2 separate regions of the Mus musculus genome follow, and region 1 is linked to region 2. The links are chromatin contacts, called in public HiChIP or PLAC-seq maps. All regions are on one chromosome and are shown on one strand. The core of a region is the stretch at or near the end of the contact, and the rest is flanking DNA. Distances in the headings are between cores, read along the strand shown.

Evidence for each region. HiChIP or PLAC-seq counts read pairs in DNA pulled down with a chosen protein or histone mark.
Region 1: a contact with region 2 is called in an H3K4me3 HiChIP or PLAC-seq map of forebrain, with 4 times the contacts expected there. The contact joins the enhancer-like site here to the promoter of 1700096K18Rik in region 2. A contact is called at or near these places in 2 of 39 promoter capture datasets (3T3-L1-derived adipocytes and cranial neural crest), 2 of 484 Hi-C or Micro-C datasets (cortical neurons and ventral hippocampal neurons) and 6 of 115 datasets of contacts at active chromatin or transcription factors (the 230-238 cell line, astrocytes, craniofacial prominence and 3 more).

What each region holds. Positions count from the first base shown.
Region 1 is chr5:25,797,516-25,803,253 of GRCm38.p6, forward strand. Actr3b (ARP3 actin-related protein 3B) reads left to right here. Exons shown (of 12, transcript NM_001004365.2): 2 at 931-986. Among named protein-coding and RNA genes, the nearest start is that of Gm42237, 28 kb to the left of the region's middle. Within about 2 kb of position 4,421, at least 16 of the 459 cell types and tissues checked have an H3K27ac peak or open chromatin away from gene starts, as enhancers often do. A contact at or near this core is called in cortical neurons and forebrain, where this site is marked.
Region 2 is chr5:25,526,519-25,532,917 of GRCm38.p6, forward strand. 1700096K18Rik (RIKEN cDNA 1700096K18 gene) reads left to right here and starts at 3,500. Exons shown (of 1, transcript NR_027388.1): 1 at 3,500-4,948.

The DNA.
Region 1 (5,738 bases), core at 3,171-5,670, 270 kb after region 2:
AATAATCTGTAAATGAGAACAAATTCATTGTTCCTTTCTAGTCCCAGGGAGGGTTTTGTCCACTCTAAGCAAAGGCTGTTTGCACCGAGTGCTGGGATCAGCCTGGATCAGCTGAGATGGGGCCCTCAGACTCCTCAGCTCCCGAGACTGCTTTTCTGTGTACCCTTCCAGCAGATGGTCCGAGTGATGTTTTACCCTCCTCCCCTCTATAGTTAGGAGATTATCGATTGCTTTTGGAATAGAAAGTAGTATTCTGGCAGTTGTTTTCGTACAGGCTTTAGAATCTATCAGAGTATCTTGACAGAAAGTGGGCTTCTTTCTCCTGAATGGAGATGGCAAAGAGATGCGCCTATCGAGTGATCCTCAGGAGATGGCAGGAGCTGTGTCTACACATATGCCACGGCAGTTTGAGAAGCTTCCGTAGTCAGTCCAAAAGTTTAGGACGTGAGGAAGTAAGTCCTTTGCACAGAGCCCGCGCTGGAGGCAGCTGCAGCTTAGGCGTGGGTTCTTTTCTGCATTTCACCAGCTCTTTAGTTTGGGTAGCTTAGCTTTTCAGTGCCCCAGTTCTCAGGTCTGCAAAACTGGGACAACTGTATCTTCTTTGTGTTCTTGTGAAGGTCAGAAGAATGTGACAGCTCGCTGAGAGTCAGGGGTCGGAGGTATAGACACGAGAATTATTTATGCTTCTATTCTGGACCAACAAGCCAATACTGTAAACTTTGCAACTACTTTCAAATGATTCTCAGGCAGCACAGTCTCTCTCTCTCTCTCTCTCTCTCTCTCTCTCTCTCTCTCTTTCTCTCTCTCTCTGTGTGTGTTTTTTACTTCAAGGGAATATTCTAGGCTTGGTGAGCTTATAATGACAGCATGAGTGGGGTGTGGTCTGGAGCGTTGCCGTCTAAACCTGTGTTGATGACTTTGTGCTTTTAGGTACACCAAGCTTGGCTACGCAGGCAACACTGAACCACAGTTCATTATCCCGTCATGTAAGTAAAGCTCTCCCTTGGGTTCTCAAGGCTTGTGTCCCTCAGCTTTGAAAGCAGCCCGGTTCTGTGTATCAGGTGTCATAATGGTTTTAGTGGCATCTTGTAGACCATCACCCACTTCCTGGGAAGGGCTGCTTACTCTGAGCATTGCTATGGGAGGTGACTGTCACCTGGACTTCATTAGCAGCATGCTTGTTCTTGAGCCCTTCAAACTCCTTTCTTTGTCATTGGCTTTCTAGTTTCACCTCCGGAGGCTACCAGGGGGCCTTTCACTGTTTTCTAAGTGTTCTAACTGCCTGGAACTGTCTCTCTAGTTCCTTAAGGCTGATCTGTAATCATAAGGAAACAGTTTCATGGCCTGGCTGAGTGTCAGTCCTCACTGTTGAAACACTTTTTGTTCATTTGTTTGTTTGTTTGTGGCAATGAGAGAGGCCTATGGTTACCCTTCCCATGCCATTTAGAAGAGTTCTGTTTCTTTAACTATTCATCAGCCTAGGGTAGTGTACTTAGGTGTCATGCCTTGGGCACAAGCTCACCCTACGTGTTCTTTATTGCCCATGGGCATCTCTCTGGAGGACTAGTTGGGTTTTAGAGGTAGACTTCTCTGGTTTGAATCCCAGAGACAGTTTGCCCAAGGGAAAAGGGAGCAAACCCATATTTTGCTGCTGAGGTCCTAGGACCCAGCTCAGAAGGAGAGCTTTGTTACACTGTATTCAGGTCAAGGTCAAATGCTTTATGTGGTTACTGTGAAGGTTGGATCACTAGACAAGTGCACTCCAGATTCCTTGAGGAGATCTGTGCCAAGAGCTTCAGTTCCGTGCCTGAAGGAGAGTGGCATCTCTGCTTTCCTGGGGTGTGCAGGTGCCACATGTGGGGTATGCCTGGCGATGGGTGTTATTGGTCTTCTGTGTCCTCATTTTAAATTCATAAAGTGGAATGTTGTCTGATAAGGATGCCTAACAAATAACAGACAAGGGGACTTGGTCAATAGAACCGTAGCATGGTTCTAGAAGTCCAGAGTCCAAGTTGAAGGTGGTGCCTGGTCAAACATCTTTTTCTAGACTTTCGGCGGGGCTGTCTTCTTTACCATTGTGTCTTCATGTCACCTTTGCTCTATGTGAGCATGTGTGAGTATGAGAGAATTTGTGTCCCTTCCTATCAGGCTGCCACTCTAATTGCATTAGAACCCTGCCATTGCAACCTTTGAAAATTCACTATGTTCATAAAAGTCCTGCCTCCAAATCCAGTGATAATGGAAGCTGGGCACCATTCTGTGGGGGCTTAGTTAGGCCCCTGACCTCTGACATCTATATAGTGATCAGTCTCTGAACTTCATTAGGAGGAGTGGTTTTGCATGCTGAGTTGACAAATTGGGCTTTCTCATTTTTTTTTTCAAAGCAGAGATTAGGTTTTTAACCTTGTTAAGTCCCTCATCTAGGAAGAACTGACAGTGTTCTCTTTGCTTTCCTGCCATCTGAAACTCAGCAGCGTTTGGTGGGCTGCACCACTTAACCTATCCTCATTCACGGAGGGAATTGAAGCCCCTTATTAACAGGAGTCACTGTCAAAGGGCAGGCGAGCGCTCGGATTGGGGCAGTGAGAACCTCGGCAGTGGCAACAGCTAGAAGAGAATAAAGATGTCAGAGATGGGGAGTCAGGGATGGGAATGTTAAAAACATATTTAATCTGTTTAAAATTTTACTTACTTATTTTTATGTGTATAGGTGTTTTGGAAAATATTAAATAGGAACAGCAAGTTCCCGAGTTATACGCAGCTACTCTCTGCCCGAGGTCTCCCTGCCTCTAGGCTAGCCTCTGTGCGGTGGTCTTCCTAGCTCCAGTTCTCCCACCTCAGAGCCACTGGTACCTTCTCAGCCATCCACTCCCTGTGGTTGGTGGTCCCAAATTCCAGTATCCAAGTAAATCAAAACTCTAGAAGCTTATAATTAAATAGTCAGATTTATATATCAATAAATTCCCACTTCACAAGATGCCACACAATAATTTCAGACCCATAGATGATACAAGCTGCCCACCTAGATTAGACAAGTTACCCCAATTATTCTATCCCTATATGATATTATAGCTACCTGTGGTTATTTAAAGCCTCATGGAATCTGAATTGTCCCGTTCATCTTCCATCTTTCCCCGTCTCCTGTGTCACTCCCTGTCTTTGCAACTCTTAGCTTTGCCTCCCCTTTCCCTGTTCAATCCCAGGCTTCTTGTTGTATTAATATTTAAAATAATTGGACAGGGAAAATTCTGCTACATAGGGGTGTTTTGCCTGCATGTATATCTATCCATCATGTGTGTGTGGTGCCTGCAGAGGTCAGAAGAGGGCATTGGATTCTCTGGGACTGGAGTTACAGATGGTTTCTCAATTACAGAGCCATCCTTTCATCCTCATCTTTTTATTTTGTAGTTTATGTGTGTGTGTTTGTGTGCACGTGGGTTTGTGCACTCGTGAGTGCAGAGCCCTGCACAGTCCAGAAGAGGATATCGAGTCCCTTGGAACTGGATTTATAGGCAGTGCTGAGCCACCTGAGATGGATACTGAGAGACAAATTCAAACCCTCTGCAAGAGTGGTGTGTGCTCTGAACCACTGGGCATCTCTCCAGCCCCAAACCACGGTACTGTTGGCTGCAGTTCTTATGGGAGAGCCTTGCCAGAAACACAGTTGAAGACGCTAGGGCAGACGTGTGGGTGTTGAGGTAGGTGCAGGCCTCAGTCACCCTGGACCACTCACTCACCCAGTGCTTGCTTTTGTGCTGAGAGGTTTCTGTTTGCAGAGGTCTCATTTACAAGACTGGTTTGAGGATGTGTGTGCTGAAGTGGCTTCAGGAGAGATGGATCTGGAGCTGGCCTGGCTTGCACCAGACTCATATTCCATAGTGCAGGAGAGAGAAAAAGAGGAAGAAGGGAGGATAGGTAAGAAGAGTGGAGAGAGGGAGGGAGGGAGGGAGGGAGGGAGGGAGGGAGGGAGGGAGGGAGGGAGGGCAGGCAGGCATCAGGGCTGAAGCAAGCCTGTGATCCAAGGGGCTACAGGCTGGATGTGGACATGGAGAGGTGGAAGCTGAGCCCCATGCAGCCTGGCAGGAGATGGGATTGAGGTCTGGGGAATAGTCATGTGATAGACTGCATTGTCTTCCTAGGGATCCTCAATTTGACATCAGGAATGCTTACAGGGTCCTGAGGGCTTCCATCAGGGCCTGGCTACTGGAACTGTACTATCAGTAAATCTGTCCAGGCCTCACTTGTGTCTGTCTGTTGAAGATTTTGTGTAGTCTTGGCCTCATTGTTTGAAGGTTTTTTGTTTTTTGTTTTTTTCCTATTTTTGCTTTGAGGATGTTGTGCAAGGCTTAGGCTGAGGAGAGTGGGGTGAGCATAGCAGTAAAGAGAGAGGGCAGTGAACAGCACTGTGAATAGGGCGGGGTGGAGGGGGCGAGTTCCCTGTGCTCACTGCATCCTGGGGAGTTGCCAACAGCTCAGACTAGGTGCCTTCTCGGATGAGGGCTTGCCAGCAGAGGGGCCTGAGGTAGCATTTGCTGCTGTTCTTTCTTGAGCTGGATCTTACTGTGTAGCCCTGGCCGGCCTGGACCTCTCCATGCCTCTAACTCACATAGCTTTACCTGCCTCTGCTCTCCTGATGCCGAGATTAAAGATGTGGACCCTTACTCCTGGCCTGTTATTTCTAATTAAATGAAATTAAATATAGCCTTAATATTTTGGCTTGGTTAATTAAATGCAAGAGAAAATACAGGAAAGCTCCCGGACCCCACCCACAAATGCACACATACAGTCAGGTGCTCCTTAAGGAAGTGCTGGCCAGCGCTGGCCTGGACGGGACACAGGCTTTGGAATGTTTTAGTTGGTGTAAGTGAACTTGCTTGCTATGCTGTCACCTGAAGTGAGGTTCTCAGATGACAGCTGTCTGTGATGACACCTTTCGGGCTCAGTCTCAGCCCCTCCTTCCTGTTCCTTCCTCTGGTGGATATTTTCTGCCTAGATTCTAGTGTTATGTTTCATCGTTATGTCCTATGTATAAAGGTCCACTGTGCTGTGAATTTTAAAAGCAATTTTGTTCAACGTTTCAACATTATCTTAAAAAAACCTCTTCAGTGTTGTCTTTAGTTTCTATAACTGCTAATGTATGCAGTTCTGAAGCCAAGTCTAGTGAGACTATAAAACTTCGTCTCCTTTTGTAGACTCCTCTTGCTTCAGCCTCCCCGTGCTGGGATTGCAGACATAGGTTATTACATCCAGCTAACATTTTAGCAACACAAATATTTTCCAGTTTTTCTATTTTACAGAACGGGTGCCCTTGCTCACCTGCCCGAGCAGGGATCCAAGCTGCTCTGGTTGTGTGGCTGCTCTGCTGCCGGCTTCTCAGGAATCCAGTTTTGGTCTCTGCCTACTGGCAACTCCAGCGAATGTAAAGTTACCTGGCTTTTAGAATTTGATTTCTGTGCTTAGTGGTAAACCTGAGCACCATTCCTTAGCTGTTCATGCTTTTTTCCATTTTTAAAATTGCATTTTTGGTAAGTTTTGTGTTGTGGGGACACTAGGCATCATGTACTGATTTGTTACAGCTATTATTCCTATTTTTGTGACTATTTGTTTATCTTTGTGATGTTTGTGTGTACTAACCACTGAGCTACATTCCTAGTGCACTGTGACATTTTTAAAGTGTGAAATTTTAGATTTTGATAGAGTCAAACATTGCAATATTTTTCAGCTCATAATGTTGCTAT
Region 2 (6,399 bases), core at 2,250-4,749:
CACTTTTATTGAAAGTTAGATTGTTTTCATACAATATATTCTGATCACATGTTCCCCTTCTCCCACACACACCCTAACCCTCTCCCCACCTCCCCATACCCACAGGATTCTTTTTTGAGATGGTTTGGTTTGACATGTTTGTTTTTATAAACAGGGTCTCGTGTAGGCCAGGCTGGCCTCAAATTCACATGGCTACTGAGGCTAGCCTTGACCTCATGACTGACCAGCCTGCTTCTACAAGCCTCCACACCTCAGTTTGGGACTGGGTAGTTGTGCACAAATACAAGGGCATGTCTTTACCCTTAAAACTGACAGACAGACCAAGACTGGCATCACAGAGACCCAACGTTAACCAGCAGTCACCAAGCTCATCCTGTATGTTTGGGGCACGCAGGTTGGTGCTACATTTAAACTCCAGGGCAGCTGCTCTAAAACTGTCCTAGCCAAAGCCTGTGTCATAGAAACACCAGACAGGTCCAGCCACTGAGAGAGTGCTGGAGTGGGGGAGGAGAGAAGAACCTCTTTTTACTGTGTTCCTGCCCTGTGGGATGACACTTATAACCACCTCCAGGGCAGCAGCTGGGATCCCCTCCCCCACTGGAACCAGCATCCAGCAGAGCCTGGAGCTGCCCTGGGGAAAGGGGGGCTGCCTGCCAAGGATCTGCCCACCTGGGGCCACCGCCAGGGCCCGGCCCGAGCCCGGGGCCCAGTCAGACTCTGCAGTCTGTACACAACCTGAAACAAAGTGGGCAAAAGGCTGTCCTTGAGTCCACATGCCTTAGTTCTTACTCTGCTCATCAAGAAATAACAGGAAATAAAGTAAGAAAATGAAAGAATCATAAACTGTTTACAAGAGTAGCTCCTCTCCCAATTCTTGTTCACAGGTGTGTCTACACCATGGGGTCCAGCCAATAGGAAGACTGGGTTGCCTGTTGACTGGATCCCATCTCATGGAAGCATTTGTTTATCCACTAAGCATTTGCTAAACCTGCCCTAGCAAATAGAAAGAGCCCAGCTTGGAGGGAGAAGGGGAACCAGCCATTTTAAGTAAACAAGAAGGCTTCAGATGGTGCAGCATGCTTTGAAGGAAGTAACTGGGAGAGGACAGAAAGTACCTGGTTGGGGGCAGGGAAAGGACCCATTTCAGATCAGCTGACACTGAAGGCTGGCCTGAGAAGTCAGAAGAGATGCAGCTCCACACACAAGCCCCGAAGCCTCAAGTGCAAAGTTGGAAATGGGAAGCCCTGAGGGAAGGTTCTCAGTGTGCCTGGACTGCGCAAGCTAGGCACCTACAGAGCTGGGCCTCCCCCAGCCAGGATCCCGGAGCTCTGCAGACCTCGGGATGCAACCTAAAAGGCCACTTCTGTCAACTGGAATGCCTTAATGAGCCTGACAGGGCAATCTGCGGAGCCTGACCTGCATGCACACAAGATCATCTACTTTAGTAATTTTGAAAAAGTCATGGGTGTGGAGAGGGAGTGGCAGAGTAAGTGGGTCAGGGTCTTCTGTGGCCCAGGCTGGCCTTGAACTCCTGATTTTACTCCAGCCTCCCCAGCACTGGGATCTCAGGCAAGACCACCACACTCAACAGCTGTTTTGTTTTTGAGCTGGTTTCAAATAGCTCATACTGACCTTGAACTCCCCATGAGGCTGGCCTTGAATTCTTCCTGCCCCCAAATCCCAAATGCGGAGAGTACCAGAATTACCACAGTGGGGATTAAGACAACCCCCAGAAGACAGGGTTTCAATGCACAGCCCTGACAGGCCTGGGATCTGTAACCCTTCCTCTGCTCACCAGCAAAGGCTAGGCCAGTTTCAAATTTCAACTAAATTTCTCTTGGAGACTACATTGCACTGTGCAGTTTTATCAGTTTATTTCTTCTCTCTCCCCTCCCCCTCCCCCCCACCCCTTGGTTTCTCAGTGTAGCCCTGGCTGTCCTGGAACTCACTCTTGTAGACCAGGCTGGCCTCAAACTAAGAAATGCGCCTGCCTCTGCCTCTCATGAGCTGAGATTAAAGGCATGAGCCACCACTGCCCAGCTTATTTCTATTCTCTAAAACGATTTAAAAAAGCTAGCTCAATTATAGAAAGTACACATGTAAATTTTAAATGTCAATATTGCATAAACAATGGAAATTTGACTGCTACTCAGGAAAGGCAGCCTATTATTTTTGGAGTAACAAATTTGGTCACTTTAGGAACTAAGTCCTGGGACTGCAAAGATGACTCAGGTTCACAGCTCTGGCTCTTCCAGAGGACTTTAGTTCAATTCCGAGCACCCACAAGGTAGCTTGCGACTGTAACTCCGACTGGAATCTAACATCCTTACACAGACATACAGGCAGGCAAAACACCAATGCACATAAAATGAAAATTAATTAAAAAAATTCAATCCCAGGGTGGAGAGATGAAACCTTCTGCAGAGGAGCCCCCAAGTTAGGTGGCCCACAACCAGCGGCTCCAGGAACCCAGCGGCCGCCCTCTCTGGCTTCTGCAGTCAAACCCCGTACCAAGGAACTAGCGAGTTCCAAACCAGTCAGAGATACAAAGGGAGAGGTGAGATCCTGTTTGAAGAAACCTCCAAACCTAAGACACACCCAAAGAAAAGCACTACCCCCACCACCATCAACAACAAAATGTTTGAATGATCTGGGCCGTCCAGTTCCTTTCTGGAACCAAAACCAGCTAATATTGATATTGACGTTTATCACTTAACCCCTCTCCCTGATTTCGAAATGAAGTCTGTTCCACTCAGCCGAATTTAAGGAGAGGTGTGAGGGAATGAAGGCGGTGTGCGTGGGGGCTGGGGAAGAAGGAGTTGAAAGGGGCGGGGTGCGGCGGGGTACAGAGGCAAATGTAGATCGCTGCTACATTGAGTTTGGGACCGGGACCAGGTATCGAGGCCCGGGCTCCCAGACCCAAAGAAAGCAGGAAGAAACGCAGCAAAGAGGGAGGGAAGCCGACAGAAACCGGAATGCCCACGGGAACAAACTCAACAGTGACCAGCTGGAATCCACCGCGGACCATAGGAGGCAAGGCGCCTGGCGCGAGGGGCCAATAGGAGGACGAGCCGAAAGAGGGGCGCTGCAAGGCCAACCCGAGGACCAGCAAGACTGGGGGCGGGGCCTCTGGGACGAAGCCAATGACTGGGAGAGCGGCCTGGGACGCGTGGCCAATGGCAGGGCGAGCTGGGTTGGGGCGTGGCCCCTGGTTTGAAGCCAATGGCAGGGAGTACAGCTTGGGCGAGGCCAGTGGGAGCTCGAGGGTGGGGGAGGAGCCAGACCCGGAAGACAGTGGGGGCGGGGAGCCGCGATGACAACCTGTCAAGTCCACTTCGGGACGAACTAGGTCACGCGCTTCTTGTAGCTCCGGCGCCCCCGCCCCGCGAGGCCCTGCGGGTGGCCCCGGGGCCGGGCCGCACCGCTTCCTCTTCCTGCCCGCGGGGGTGGGGGCGGGGCGGACACCTGCCGTTCGCCGGCCCGCTCCAGCCTTCGGGCTGCCGAAGGTCTCCTAGCCTTCGGGCCAGTGCCCGCCGATCCTCCGGGAGCCAGGTCCGCGATCTCCGGCGCCCGCCGTGGGCTCGGGAAAGCGCACAGCGCACTACTTGTCGCGGAGGGATCCGGCCCCTGAGTTACCTGTTCTCCACTCGGAGCTGACCTCGGTCCAAGGGCCCGCAAGTCCGCCTCACCGAGAAGTAATACAGGTTCGGATCCGCGCCGCCGACCTCACAATGGCGCGGGCGTCCAGCCACTGTCACGCAGCATCCCGTGCGATTATTCGCCCAGAGCCTCACTGCTTAGGGGACCACGGCGGGGCCCTTCTCCCTCTCGCTCATTCAGAAGATGAGAACGTCCCCGCACGACACAACGACGCTGTTTTAACAATACCCAACTAACTCTGCTCTTCCAAACTGCACACACTTAAAGGTGACATGGCCACAGACGCTGGGTTGCAATACTACGCTGGAATTCTGCACTAATTATTTAAAAGCTTTCTTACAGTACTACAGCGAAACGACCGGTTACAAACCTTTCATTTTCGTTCGAACACCGTACTCTAACCAATGGATATTTTGTGAATACTTCTATTCAGTATCTCTAGATTTTTAAAAAAAAAAACCCAAATGTAAAGAAAGACATTACCAAATGAGTGGTTCATCAGTGAAATAATTTGTTTTGCCTTTACATTTTAGCCTTTTTGGAAGGCACATTATTTGCAGTATACACAGATATAAATTTTGTACATTTAAAATAGCCTGTATAGCCTTTTTGTCGTTCTTTCTTGAAGCCCCTCCCACTCTGAAGATTCTTTCGCTTCTATTAATTTTAAGTCTGGTTAAAAAAATAGTGCTTGAGGCCATCCTGGTCTACAGAGTGAGTTCCAGGACAGCCATGGTTAAAAGAGAAACCCTGTCTCAAAAAAACCAAAACAAACAAAAAAAAAATAGTGCTTAAATTAAACATAAAAACAATTAGCATTTACATTTGAATAATGCTTCTTCATGTTTATTACCATGTACATTACTAGGAACTGGAAGTCCAATCTTGTAAAAAATTAAAATTCAAGACAGGCCTTTATAGTGAGGTTATTGTCTTTTCATTATAACTCATTTTTTACAGCCAGCTAATTTTCCAGAGGGAATTACTGTTCCTATCTTTAGTCAATTTGGTTAAGAATTCTTTGCCTTTAAATATATAAAAATGTTTGTGTATGATTTTATTTTTCTGTGAGAGCATTAAGGTTAGAGGACAACTTGTGGGCATGCTATTCTTTTACCTAGGAATGGAACGCATTTCCACCCTGTGACAGGGTCTCATGTATCCTTAGATAGCCTGGAACTCACCTGTATAGATCACATTGACTGAAATTTCAGAGATTCCTCTGCCCCTCTATTCCTGGGATTAAAGGTGTACAACACTGCCACCAGCATTAAAAATTGTCTTTATACGTCTCTGGTTTTTTTTTTTTTTTTTTTTTTTTTTTTGGTTTTTCGAGACAGGGTTTCTCTGTATAGCCCTAGCTGTCCTGGAACTCACTTTGTAGACCAGGCTGGCCTCGAACTCAGAAATCCACCTGCCTCTGCCTCCCAAGTGCTGGGATTAAAGGCGTGCGCCACCACGCCCAGCACGTCTCTGTTTTTACATTACCTATATGTAACTGTCCACTGAGGCCAGAAGAAAGTCGTGGATCCCTGGAGCTTGGGTTAATTCCAAAAGGTTGTACGCCAGCTTTTGGTACTGGGAAGTGATCTTGGGTCCTTGGAAGAAGCAGCAAGCACTCTTAACCCAGGAGACAGCCTCCTGGCCACACCTCCCTTTTGTTTTTAATTTCCAAGATTTTGAAGTCTTTTCCCATTGAAGGCTGTTTAATTCTTCCATCTCCTTGGGAATAGAACCCAGAACTTGCCCATGCGCAGTGCGCTGGTCATTCTTTACTGTCAGTTAATATTAAGCAGACTATACAACTACAAAGGTTTTCTTCCTTCAACAAAAAAAAAATACACCTTGATATTAGCAATAAGCAAAGTCAACAGTGTCAAAAACATGAGTATGAACTCCTGTCATGGACTTATCCCATTGGTATTACAACTTATGACTTATCCCATAGGTATTACAATAGGAAGTCATGTTAAACTTCTGACAACTTGCTGTCCATGCTCTGCTGGTACTCTCTCCAGCTCTTCATGACTTTTCTTGCCTTCTTCCCCTGATCAGAAGTGAGATGTTAATTTGTGATCTCCTATAACAAGATGACCAGTGTGTTCTTTTCTGCACCCATAAGTCTCAAGAACTCTTGTTTTCTTTCTTCATTGCCCAAGTCTGCTGCCTCCCAATTGCTAGGTACAAGATTACCGCCGGGGGAAGCTGAACGCTTCACCTCGTGCATGCATATGAGACTCCTGGGCAGCACTCATGGCAGCTGGGATCCCGTCGGGGGAAGTGCCAAACATATCCTGTCGCAGTTTTCCTCAAATGTAACACCAGCAGCCCTCACCCAGCAAGCAGCTGGCCCAAGCAGCGCCACTCCAGAACGCAGAGCCCCTCCGGGCCTTCTCCAGCACAGTCCTTTTGTTTTATTTCTGAGATAGGGTCTCAGATACCCAATGATGGCCTTGAATTCAGTATGTATCCTAGGCTGGCCTCAAGTTTTAGAGACTCCTCTGGCCTCAGACTTCTGTATTGCTGAGATAAAGGCCTATGCCACTAGGCACAGCTTATTTTTCTTAAACGTTTTAATGCAGTGTGTCATTTTAAAACTGGCCAATCACGTAAGAAAAACTACTTGGTGTGAGCAAGGAAGAGCTGCCTCCCACCCCCTTGCCAGCTGCTGCAGGAGGGAGGGCAGCCCTCTTGCCTAGGCAGCACCTCCCTTGAGAGCTGGTAGAGCTGGCGCTGGTG